Linked DNA regions of Xenopus tropicalis: region 2 is linked to region 1. Evidence: chromatin contacts called from public Hi-C data. All regions are on one chromosome and are shown on one strand. Each heading gives the region's core, a stretch centred on a gene start, on an enhancer-like site or on the middle of the called end of the contact. The rest is flanking DNA. Distances are from core to core; before and after follow the strand shown. Region 1 overlaps ndufs4 (NADH dehydrogenase [ubiquinone] iron-sulfur protein 4, mitochondrial). Region 2 holds the start of fst (follistatin).

Region 1 (5,581 bases), core at 1,002-3,501:
CGGGAAGATAAGTTGCCCGCAATAGTGAAGATTTATCGCGGGCAACTAATCTCCCCATGTGCCACTGCCCTTTAAGAAGGAATTTTCTGTAGATTTTCCCCTCTTTATAGATCTTAGTGTGAAATGCAGGCGACTAACCACTCCGAAATGCATTTCCACCGTCATCACAACACTTTGTTATTCTGAAGTCACACTAACTTTCCTCCTGTAGGCAACTTTGCATGACCGGAGCATTACGAAGGGCTTTCCATCTGGGATTTCTGTTTTTGCAGGTTGAAAGCCATTTTGGAGCGGATAGTCACTCGCGAAAACAGTGATCTATTACAGTCAACCACACCACACCGGAGGTCCTTAGCCTACATTATGTTGTCTGAAGTGCCTTTACTAAGTATAATGGTTAAATATCTGAATAATGTATTTCTATGCATGGAAAATCACACAGGGGCTTCTGTACTTAAGTCAAATTCATTCTGATGATAAATGTGCCAATTTCTCAGAACGTTCCTGACTTGATTGTAGATTCTTATCAGGTTGCTGCGAGTTTGCAGGTTCTACCCCACAACAAATTTATGTTCCCATAATGGTATAGTGTGAAGCTGCAGAAAGTGACAAGTTACCGGTGCTGTGCAAACAGTGCAGGGTGCGGGTAAATACCATCCCCAGGAGGTTTGTTTAATGAATCCTGTATCTTGTTGTTCTGTTAAGGCACAAACGGATACCTCTTAATTGGATGAACACAGTGAAAGTTTAAACTTCAAATTGAGTGTTGCCAGTGTGCGTTGGATTTCGTTATGCTAACATTATCTGTTTATTGCCTAAGCCTTTTAACGAGTAGAAGCCTCAGTGCTGCTTTCTCTGTATTTACTACCTGCTGTGAGGTGAGATTTGTTTTCTGCACTTTGGCTCTAACTTACTGCACAGAGAAGCTTAGCATTTCAGGTCGTGACTAGGTCAGACTTAGGACTTCATCAGTTGGCAGCAATGTATGTATCATCCTATGGGAGACTCAAGACCTGTTCTACATATTTGTAGCCAAGTTTAAAATACAATGACCTTTTTTCCCCACAAATGGCATTATTCCACAGTCATTGCTCGGATTCCTCAGATATTTTACCTATACTTGCTCTGGTTTCAGTTATGATTTCTAGTCCATGCACTTATTGCATTCTTTTTCACATTCTGTCATTATTACAAATTTGTAGAATACATTATTTTGAATTTTAAAGGTATTGTTCCCTCAAGATCAAATTTTGTTCAGTAATTTGTTGCTGATGCTAAGCTGCTGATTTGGCTCCTTCAGTCCAAGTGGGCAGCTTATCTACCACCCCTGTCCTATCAGGTTTATATCTGGCCAAAAATCAAGCAGATATCAATCGGACCGATTTGAAAATCTCGTCAGAGCAATGACTGTGTTGGCTCGTTGATGCGGCCCTTGGCCCAACTGCCTGTATCCTCATCAAGGTGGGCATATCAGGGAAAGATCCACTCATATGGTGACCTTTAGGGCTCTGGCACACGAGGAGATTTGTCGCCGGCGATTTTTAAAAGAGCGATTTGGCGACAAGACGAGCGACAAGACGCCAATGCTAAATCAATGGAAATCGCCAGCGTCAAAACGAGGCTACTTCAAATTGCCTGCTGTTTCAAATCGCACACAGACCCTTTACTGAACGACTTGAGTAAACAGGAGGGGGGGTTAACTGTTAAGTGTACCATGGGTAGCCGATCGTCTGGAGCTCAACTCGCATGAAATATCTTTGTGGGTATTGTCGTGGTGACTTGTCGCCAAAGCGCCAGGGGCAAAAAACGCAGGCGACAAATCTCCTCGTGTGCCAGAGCCCTTACACTTCTGTTGTTAGCTTGATATCTTAATCACCCTATGAAGTGCCTCTAGTCTTTATATAAGTTACTAGATTTCCCCCCTTTCATTTCCACGTGTCTGAGAATAACCTCAACATTGCGGTGTTCTTTATATGTGCACAGTGTAGGCAATTTGATCTCCCCCAACTCATAAACAGGAATGTCTTGGGAAATGTTGTCAGATAAGGTCCATGGAACGGTCTTGTCTCTTTTCCTCTTTTAGTGCCGTTGGAGTGGAAAGGTTGCAGCGTCTCGCCCTTTTCTGATATGTTATCTGGATCAAGCCAGAGGGCAACAAGTCACAGATTTGCATAGCTGATGATTTGGGAGACTTGTGGAGAAAGTGGCTGTCTGCTCAGACAGAAGCAAAGTGACAAATTATGAATGCACCATGTCCTTTGAGCTGTCCTTTGAGCACACAGCTTAGATAAAAATGACCAGAGAGGGTGGTCTCTCCAGGTCAGGACAAAGGTCATTGAAAGGACGGCGGGAAATTACTTCCCGGACTCATTTGGTTTTCCGTGTTAAAATTATTTAAATGTAAATAAAATAAAATGTATACATTGACGATGATGAAATGAACAAAGGTAGCCATTAAAGGATAAGAAAACCATAAACAAATTATCTCAGAAGCAAGAACTCCAATAAATTTTCTTGTTTTGAGGTAATAAACTGGGTTTTATTGACTTTTTTTTGCATGTTACCTCACTGGATTAACATTCAATCTCTAAAGCTGGCCATACACGCACCGATAATATCGTACGAAACCTTGTTTCGTGCGATATTCGGTGCGTGTATGGCATGTCGGCGAGTCGACCGATATCGCAGGAAGCTGCTGATATTGGTCGACTCGCCGATCGGACCGGTTATAAGATTTTGATCGGGTGCCATAGAAGGCGCCTGACCAAAATCTGCCGTCAGGGCTGAATCGGGAGAAGGAGGTAGAAATCCTATTGTTTCTACCTCCTTATCTGCTGTTTCAGCCCTGAACGGTGTGTGGCGGATCTGACGATGTTTCGTGCAACCAAAAGATCGTCAGATCGCCACGTGTGTGCCCACCTTAAGGGGTCCCAGACCCATCAGATCTCATAACCAACTTGCACTGTAAAAGTCTGCTCTGGAGATGGTGTCCCACACATACTGTATTCATGTTAGAATGTTTAGAGTTACAATAGATTTCCATCTATGAACAGCTATCAGTTATTAAAGGCTGCAAAGGCTAAAATATACATTTCGTAATGGCAGTGAGAACATCAGAATTACCGTATATCATAACTAACTTGGTGTGACATGTTGTTGATCGATGCCTAGAGACATTTCATATCTTCTTCTGTGCATCTATAGTACTTATGTTTTTTACATTATAAACATTATCTTTTCAAAGAAAAAAATGTAATACCATGTCGGCTAGTTAGCATATTTATGTAAAATTCTTCACATTAAAAAATAACAGATGTGACATGTGAAGCGATATCTTTCCTGGCCTCTTAAAGGAACAGTAACACCAAAAAATGAAAGTGTTGTAAAATAATTGAAATATAATGTACTGTGGTCCTGCACTGGTAAAACTGGGGGTTTGCTTCAGGAACACTACTATAGTTTATATAAATAAGCTGCTGTGTAGCCACGGGGGCAGCCATTCAAGCTGGTAAAAAGGAGAAAAGGCACAGGTTACATAGCAGATAACAGATAAGACACCATTGTATTCTACAGGGCTTATCTGTTAGCTGCTATATAACCTGTGCCTTTTCTTCTTTTGAATGGCTGCCCCCATGGCTACACACCAGGGTTTATATAAACTCTAGTAGTGTTTCTGAAGCAAACACAAAACTTTTACCAGTGCAGGGCAGCAGTGCATTATAGTTTAATTTCTTTGAAATAAATAATTTTTTTGGTGTTACTGTTCCTTTAAAACGAAAATGGAAACTGTAATGCTCCAAAAACTTGCCGTGGTTGTTATTTTGGGTTGGCTGTGCACTGAATGGACCTCTTGTTTAGTGAGGGTACCAGAAGATGATGTGCTTAGTTTGGCCAGTAGAGGGACAAATCCGGCTAATTTGATTTATTGGCCCTCAAGTTAGTGATTGGATTACATTGGGCTTGTGTAGACCCTTTGGATATGTGGGCAGATGTGACTGTATATATACCAGCCTTCCTGATCAACATCTAAACTACACAATGCAGCTGTTAATCAGAGGTGATTAGGTAACACAATTGCTAATGGAGATTGTATAGAGATGAATCATATAGTGACCAGTATTTGGTCAAACATGGGTTTCATTACCCTGAGAATTTTCCAGCTCAGTGAGTAACAAAATGCTAAAAATTCACCCCCATTCATTTCTATATATTGAATCACTTGCACTCCCACAAGTCAACAATTATTTCTTTCAAACGCAACAATTTTTTTTTTTTTTTTTTTTAGGGATAAATGCCTTATCTAGTAGGCATTTTTCATAGGAATAAATGAGAAATGATTGTGAGCATTTTGTGGCCTGCCTGCTGAGCTAAAAAGCATTTGGGCAGCAAAGTGCTCAGAATCACCCCCATTGATTTCTGTGTGAATTGCCCTGTGGTTTGGTCGATACATTTACCTAAAGGTAATAGCTTAATTGGCTCTCTAAGACCATAACCACAGCAAGCGCCCAGAATATTCGCAACATACAATGTTTTATGTGGTGTATTTAATGGTGTGTGTAAAGTACTCTGCAATCAATCAATTACAGAATAATTACAGTTATGCACTAGTTTACCATATACATAATAGGAGTCACCCCAGAGTGACTATCAAAAAATCTACTGAGACATATTTAGGCTGTAATGACGAGTGGAAGGTTGGTATGTTGTGACGTGTTAGCACTGTTCTTCTACGGAAATATCCAGGCATTGTCCATGCAAAGGAATAATCTGGTGTGTACCTTATGTACACCATAATTGTTTTGTGATGTAAAATGCTGTGTTAATGGTGTAGCGAATGTCACCTTTTTTGCCAGATTTAGCACTCGCCTATACACTCTATTAATAGGCTTTATAAATACACAAGGTTTTTACACTACCTACTGTGGAAGAGAGGTGATGTAAATTGTATTTTAACGCCACTTTTTCCACAGCTTTATAAATGTGCCTGGAGGTGTGACATGGCCCTCTTGGGGCTAGCACTTCAGGAACTTCTTAGCAGGTCCTTTTGTCATTTGCAAAAATGTTCCTTGGAGCCCCAGGAAGGAATAATATTTGACAAACGTCTGAGCACCCATTATTTTTTCCTATTTATTAAGGCAGTTCAAAACTATTTTGTTATTATTAACCCTATTATAGATTTTATTATTATTATTAACATTTATTTATAAAGCGCCAACATATTCTGCAGCGCTGTACAATATCTTTAAAGGTTGTTAAAATGACTTGTTAATAAGCCAAACTAAACAAATATATAGAATGTGTTAGCCAGCTGAGCACAAGCAGAGGCTTTCTACTGTATACACAATAGACTTGTAAGTAGTGCCAGATGGATGACTCCTCAGAGCTGCGGGAAAAGCTTCTAAACTATTATCTGTAGCCCCCTATGGAGTCCTGCATACAAACAACTGTCAGCTGAGACAATTGTGAACCCTGATGCCGTCAGCTTCCTGGTGACCATTTCCTGTGACTAAGTGATCTGTATAGAATATTGGCTGTTCTGACTGTATTGCCGGGATGTTTGCATTGATATTTTAGGAATCAG
Region 2 (5,581 bases), core at 1,149-3,648, 69 kb before region 1:
CCAGCCCGCAGTTAGCCAGCCGGCAGTTAGTTAGCCAGCCCGCAGTTGTTAGTTAGCCAGCCCGCAGTTAGCCAGCCCTAGCAGGATTTATACCAAAGGGATAGTGATAAGAAGCCATTCCTCTCCCCGCACTGCCCTGCCAATGACCTCAACCCTGACCCGCAGAGGCCCCTCTCCCATGGGCTGAGAGGCAATGCCGTCTGCCGACCCCTTAATGATGTGTGTGTGCGAGTTTTATGATGTGCCACCGGGCTACTGTCCGCTGGGGCCGAGCACACGCCACAAATTCTCATTTCATAGGAGACAGATTTGAGGAACATGGGTGAAAGGGCAGCGCTTTTTGGCCATAAGTCAGCACAGGCTTAGCCCGTTACTTGTGAATGGAAGGAGAACAGGAAGGCAGTGTGTGAAACGTTCCAGAGCTGTGACCCCTGTTCCTTCCTAACCGCAAATGGGCGATAAAGCCCCAGCCGCCCAGCTCCCTAGCCCTGATCATTGCCCAACGCACTGACTCACCGGCTCTTCTCTCTCACTGTTTGGATTCTCCAGCCCCGGATTAATGGAGATTACACAAACCAGAAACAAACAGAATGATTTTGAAATGAGGACGTAGGAGCAAAAGGAACTATGAATTAAGTTAGGAATTGCCTCATTTGGCTCTCACCATAAGGATGCTGTGCTATTAATTAAAGATGTCGTCTGCCATTAGAGGGCACTAAACAACCTTGTATTTATCCTGGAAATAGTAGGGGTGGAGAAAGTTAAAGGGAAGGGGGAAAAAGGCTTTGTGAAGTGAGCAAAATGCCCCAGATGTAGAAAGGGCGACAATAGGGGGATGTTGCAGGGTCAATCATTTACCAGTGCGCTTTAATGTGTGCCTGCAGGTGGTGCCCCAGCCCCTTTGTACTCGCCCCACAGAGCAGCCTAATGAGCAGCCTGGGCCGGCCTGAGGGGCCCAAACAACTGTCTGCTAATATTAGCACGCCTGTATTTCTGGATCTATTATAGTCCTCCCAGACAGATCCCATTGTAATGGGATCTTTTATTAAAAGATTAGTACTATCTCCTGCAGTTGCTGGAAAAAAATCTGTTATCGCCGAGTTATTTGCAGTCAAAGTCTGTGGCAATACAAATCCAAGCGACCTGCCAGTATCCAGGAATGCAGTCTGCATAGTTCTCTGTCTGTTGTCCTCTGGGCTCTGGAGGCAAAAAGAATAGAAAATGTAGAGGGACAGAGAGAGGGAGAGAGAGAAAAGAGGCAGCTTTTGAATCAACAATACCATTTTCCGTGAAGTAATGGTTCTGTATAAAAGGAAATATCGCCTACTCAGTTTCATTCAGCTGTGCCAAAAATGTTAGAAATGAGTGGCCGCCAACTTGCAGCGGAGGATGCCAGACTGCGCTTAATAAACTGGCCCTATAGAAGTTCATTATCGATGGGGCAATCTCTGGGGCTATGAAAGGAGACCGCCTACGTCGTCCCATTCCTGTCTGATACTCCAGACACTGCCACTTGAAAAGACTGTCACTTGGGGGGGGGCAAATTTAGGTATTAAACTTGTATTTGTCCCTGAAGACTCCCAGAGAGCTGGATGTGGGAGCAGACACTTAACTACTGTTTCAGGTTCTGGGAGTTATATTTTAAAAGGCACTTTAAGAGTTTGAGTGGGAGGTGGGTGGGGGGCAAGTCCTAACCCCCCCTCTTTAGACAGTGCGCCCCGATGTTGCCCGGTCTTTGCTCAGAAGGTGCCCAGGGGGAGCCAGAGTGGGTAGGTCCTGCCCAACAAGGCTGAGTCTGGGAGAGGTCACGTCATTGTCCTGTGCGCACCCAGCAGCACCTATAGCAGCGCTTCCCACTCACATGCCCCACTCCTATAGCAGCGCTTCCCACTCACATGCCCCACTCCTATAGCAGCGCTTCCCACTCACATGCCCCACTCCTATAGCAGCGCTTCCCACTCACATGCCCCACTCCTATAGCAGCGCTTCCCACTCACATGCCCCACTCCTATAGCAGCGCTTCCCACTCACATGCCCCACTCCTATAGCAGCGCTTCCCACTCACATGCCCCACTCCCTGCTGCTGCCTCTGCTGCTGCACAAGTAGCCACACTGCTGCTCCATTTCCCCACCAGCTGCTGGACAAGTTTCACTCTCTCTCTGCTTGGGACTCAGCAAACACTCCTTGCTACATTCTCTCTAGGATCTACCTACCCACTGTTCATTGGAAAAGGTTTCCAGAAGGTGGAAAATGTCACCTGATTCACTCTGAATTTTTCTTTTTACCCCACCCCCAAACACACACACACATTAGGAGACCGCCCACCGCAGACAGCTAAGACCCCCTTATAGATTTAAAGAGAGACTGCATTAGAGGCTGCTGTTCATTCAATAGAGCGATCATAAGCAGAGTCCGGAGTTGTGCCTGGTCCATTATCCCATCTCTCCACTTGAGACTCTGCTGCTTCTCCACTCTCTGCACTGAGGATGTTAAATGAAAGGATCCAGCCGGGCATGATTTTCCTCCTGACTGTCTCTCTGTGCCATTTCATGGAACATCGCGCAGTCCAAGGTAAGAACCTGAAGGACTTGATCACTCTTTTTGGATTTTCTTTCATTTTTTTTGGTATTAGGGCAGACAGTAGGAGAGGCAAGTTAGGCTGGTGACTTAGATCAGACTTCACTTTTACATATCTGCAATATCAAGATGGTAGTTCTGGATTTTAAGGGCTACAGTCAACTTGGCTTCCAGATTTATTAATGTGTATATAAATGTATCGGCAGAGAGTGCTACTTTACTATCAGTGGTTACAGTTATGTAACGAATCTAGTGACTTATTAGGGACTTGCGAGGATGTCGGTATTTGTTTCGTACTACTCTAGTTGTACTCCAGCTGGTGGGACAGAAGTTGTGGTGGCAAGTCATTGGCTGCCAGCCCCCTACTATACGTAGCAGAGGCGCAGTCGGACCCAGCGGTGCGCAGAATTTCTTCCAACTGACGCAATCTGCCTTGTGCTAATTGCTGCCTACTTGCAGTGTTAGTTGGCGCAATTCCAAATGGAACTAGTTGTAGTGAGTTGTTTAGAACTATTGCTGTTCAGCTTATCCTTTCTCTTAACTTTAAAAAAGGGGTAACATAGCGTGGGATTGGGGAGAAAACACGTTTCGAAATGGATTAGTGTTGCATGTAGATGTTCTGAATGTGCCTGGATTGCAACATGAGGTTGGATCGCAGGCTTGACAACTGACGCACTTGATACTGTAATATTTCAATAAAGCAGGGGTTTTATGGGCTCGTTATCTCAACATCTGGATGGGAGGCTGTTCAACAGCGCGGCCAATTAACCCTTTGTGTAGCCTGGGTGGATATCTATAGAGTGGAAGCCCTGAAGGGGTTAACCGTGCAAGTGTGAGCGGTTTGGCTGGGGAGAGACTGCTGTTACTAGTGCAGGTTATGAAAGAGGCCGAATAAAAGTAAACAGTCTAGTGGAAGTGAGCGCAGAGCACACGTGTTGTGTCTGGGTCACTGCTAAGTGACACTGATATGGCTGGGCCGCTGTCTCTTACAGCTGGGAATTGCTGGCTGCAGCAGTCGAAGAACGGCCGATGTCAGGTTCTCTACAGGACTGAGCTGAGCAAGGAGGAATGCTGCAAGACTGGCAGGCTGGGTACCTCATGGACTGAAGAGGATGTACCCAACAGCACCCTCTTCAAATGGATGATATTTCATGGAGGGGCCCCTCACTGCGTCCCCTGCAAAGGTACTTTACTTGACAATTTTTACTACCATCTCCTCGTTTTGAAAATGAAAGGGTTAAATTCCTACATCTCTGTAAGCAAAGAAGTCGAGAGAAGTTTTTTTTTTTTTTAGTACTTTAACATACAGTCTCTACTGACACGTTGTAGGAATACATGATTTAACCATCCCTGTGTATGCTTGATGCGACCTGTGCTTCCATGAAACCATGAAGCTGCCATATGTATTTATATACCCGCATACTTGACATATTTTGAACTGCTTTTGGCATTATTTTTGTATAGGGGGACGCAGCCACACAGTCCATATGTGTGTATGTGTGTATGTGTGTGTGCAAGAATAATCTCACCCAGCTCAGACTTTAGGATACTGTGCTAGCAGATTCTGGCCACCTACACTTGCTTATTATGTGTTATTTTTCACGGAGGGATTTATTAAAGTGAAGGGGACATCTGCACTCAATTTTGAGTTCGCTTTCTGGAGGAACTTTTGTTCTCTCTCCATAGATACTGCATGCTGTTTTAGCTATTAGGCACAGAGGGGAAATACTTTTCTTGTACTAGTAAGTTCCCAGTGTCAGGAGCTTGTATGAATCTGGCATATCTATCTATCATCTATCTATTTATCATCTATATTAGATACCATAACACCCCAGATGATCTTTATGTAATGGCACAGGCACATTAGTCCCTGAAAGTCTAGACATGCTGCTGAGATATGGGGCTATTTATCACATTCCTAGTAATACTATTTCTTGAGTACTTTGCCCACTGGCTAATTAAACCTGTTGCACTTACAGAAACATGTGAGAACGTAGACTGTGGCCCTGGGAAGAAATGTAAAATGAACAAGAAGAACAAGCCGAGGTGTGTCTGCGCTCCGGATTGTTCCAACATTACTTGGAAAGGTTCCGTGTGCGGAATAGATGGCAAAACCTATAAGGATGAGTGCGCTTTGCTCAAAGCCAAATGTAAAGGGGTCCCGGAGCTGGATGTGCAGTACCAAGGAAAATGCAAAAGTAGGTTAAACAAGTGGGGGGAGTTAGGGATCTGTGGGCTGGGAGGGACAGCCACATTAGATTGCTGTGATGTTACCTGAACCTCATGGGTGGGCAGCATGGAAAAGAAAGCTCTCATTGGGTGGCTTTTAGTAGCCTGAGAAGCTTTTTTGGTGCGCATTGGCTTGGGAGTTGCAAAACTTTATGTGATATAATACGGGTCCCATAAAGTACATAGTATATGGAGTAAATAAGAGCAATTTATTATGACCTTACGCTTAGCTGTGCCCCAGTAGTGCTGTAAGTCCATCTGTCATTCATTGCGCCTTTATACTGATCGATGTGCGCCCTTGCGCTTCTTTCTCTTTCAGAAACTTGCAGGGACGTGCTGTGCCCAGGGAGCTCCACTTGTGTGGTGGATCAGACCAATAACGCCTACTGTGTGACATGTAATCGGATTTGCCCGGAGCCTGTCTCCCCTGACCAATATCTGTGTGGGAATGATGGAATAACCTATGCCAGTGCCTGCCACCTGAGGAAGGCTACCTGCCTGCTGGGCAGATCCATTGGATTAGCCTACGAGGGGAAATGCATAAGTAAGTGTGGTGTCTGATTTACCCAGCGACAAATCCATTCTGAGTAGCATTCTTTCCCAAGTGCCTTGAGGAGAAGACACTCAGTATGGGGCAAGAGAAGCAACATGTGATTAGGGTTGGTGCAAGAGGATTTCTGCCAATTTGGAGCCTGGTACATGGCAAGTTTCCCGGAGTGTTCCTGGTGTGTGTGTGCACTTTCACTCCCTCATTGGCCTTACATCCCACACTAG

Evidence for each region. Hi-C and Micro-C count contacts between places; a contact is called where the count stands out from the background.
Region 2: a Hi-C map of neurula embryo shows a contact between it and region 1, with 1.7 times the contacts expected there. The contact joins the promoter of fst here to the enhancer-like site in region 1. A contact is called at or near these places in 2 of 5 Hi-C or Micro-C datasets (neurula embryo and tailbud embryo).

Annotation. Positions count from the first base shown.
Region 1 is chr1:192,358,796-192,364,376 of UCB_Xtro_10.0, reverse strand. All of the region lies in intron 2 of ndufs4 (NADH dehydrogenase [ubiquinone] iron-sulfur protein 4, mitochondrial), which reads left to right. Among named protein-coding and RNA genes, the nearest start is that of ndufs4, 42 kb to the left of the region's middle. Within about 2 kb of position 2,251, at least 1 of the 11 cell types and tissues checked has an H3K27ac peak or open chromatin away from gene starts, as enhancers often do. A contact at or near this core is called in neurula embryo, where this site is marked.
Region 2 is chr1:192,427,736-192,433,316 of UCB_Xtro_10.0, reverse strand. fst (follistatin) reads left to right here and starts at 2,398. Exons shown (of 5, transcript NM_001008056.1): 1 at 2,398-2,572; 2 at 3,571-3,762; 3 at 4,558-4,776; 4 at 5,127-5,351. The coding sequence starts at 2,488.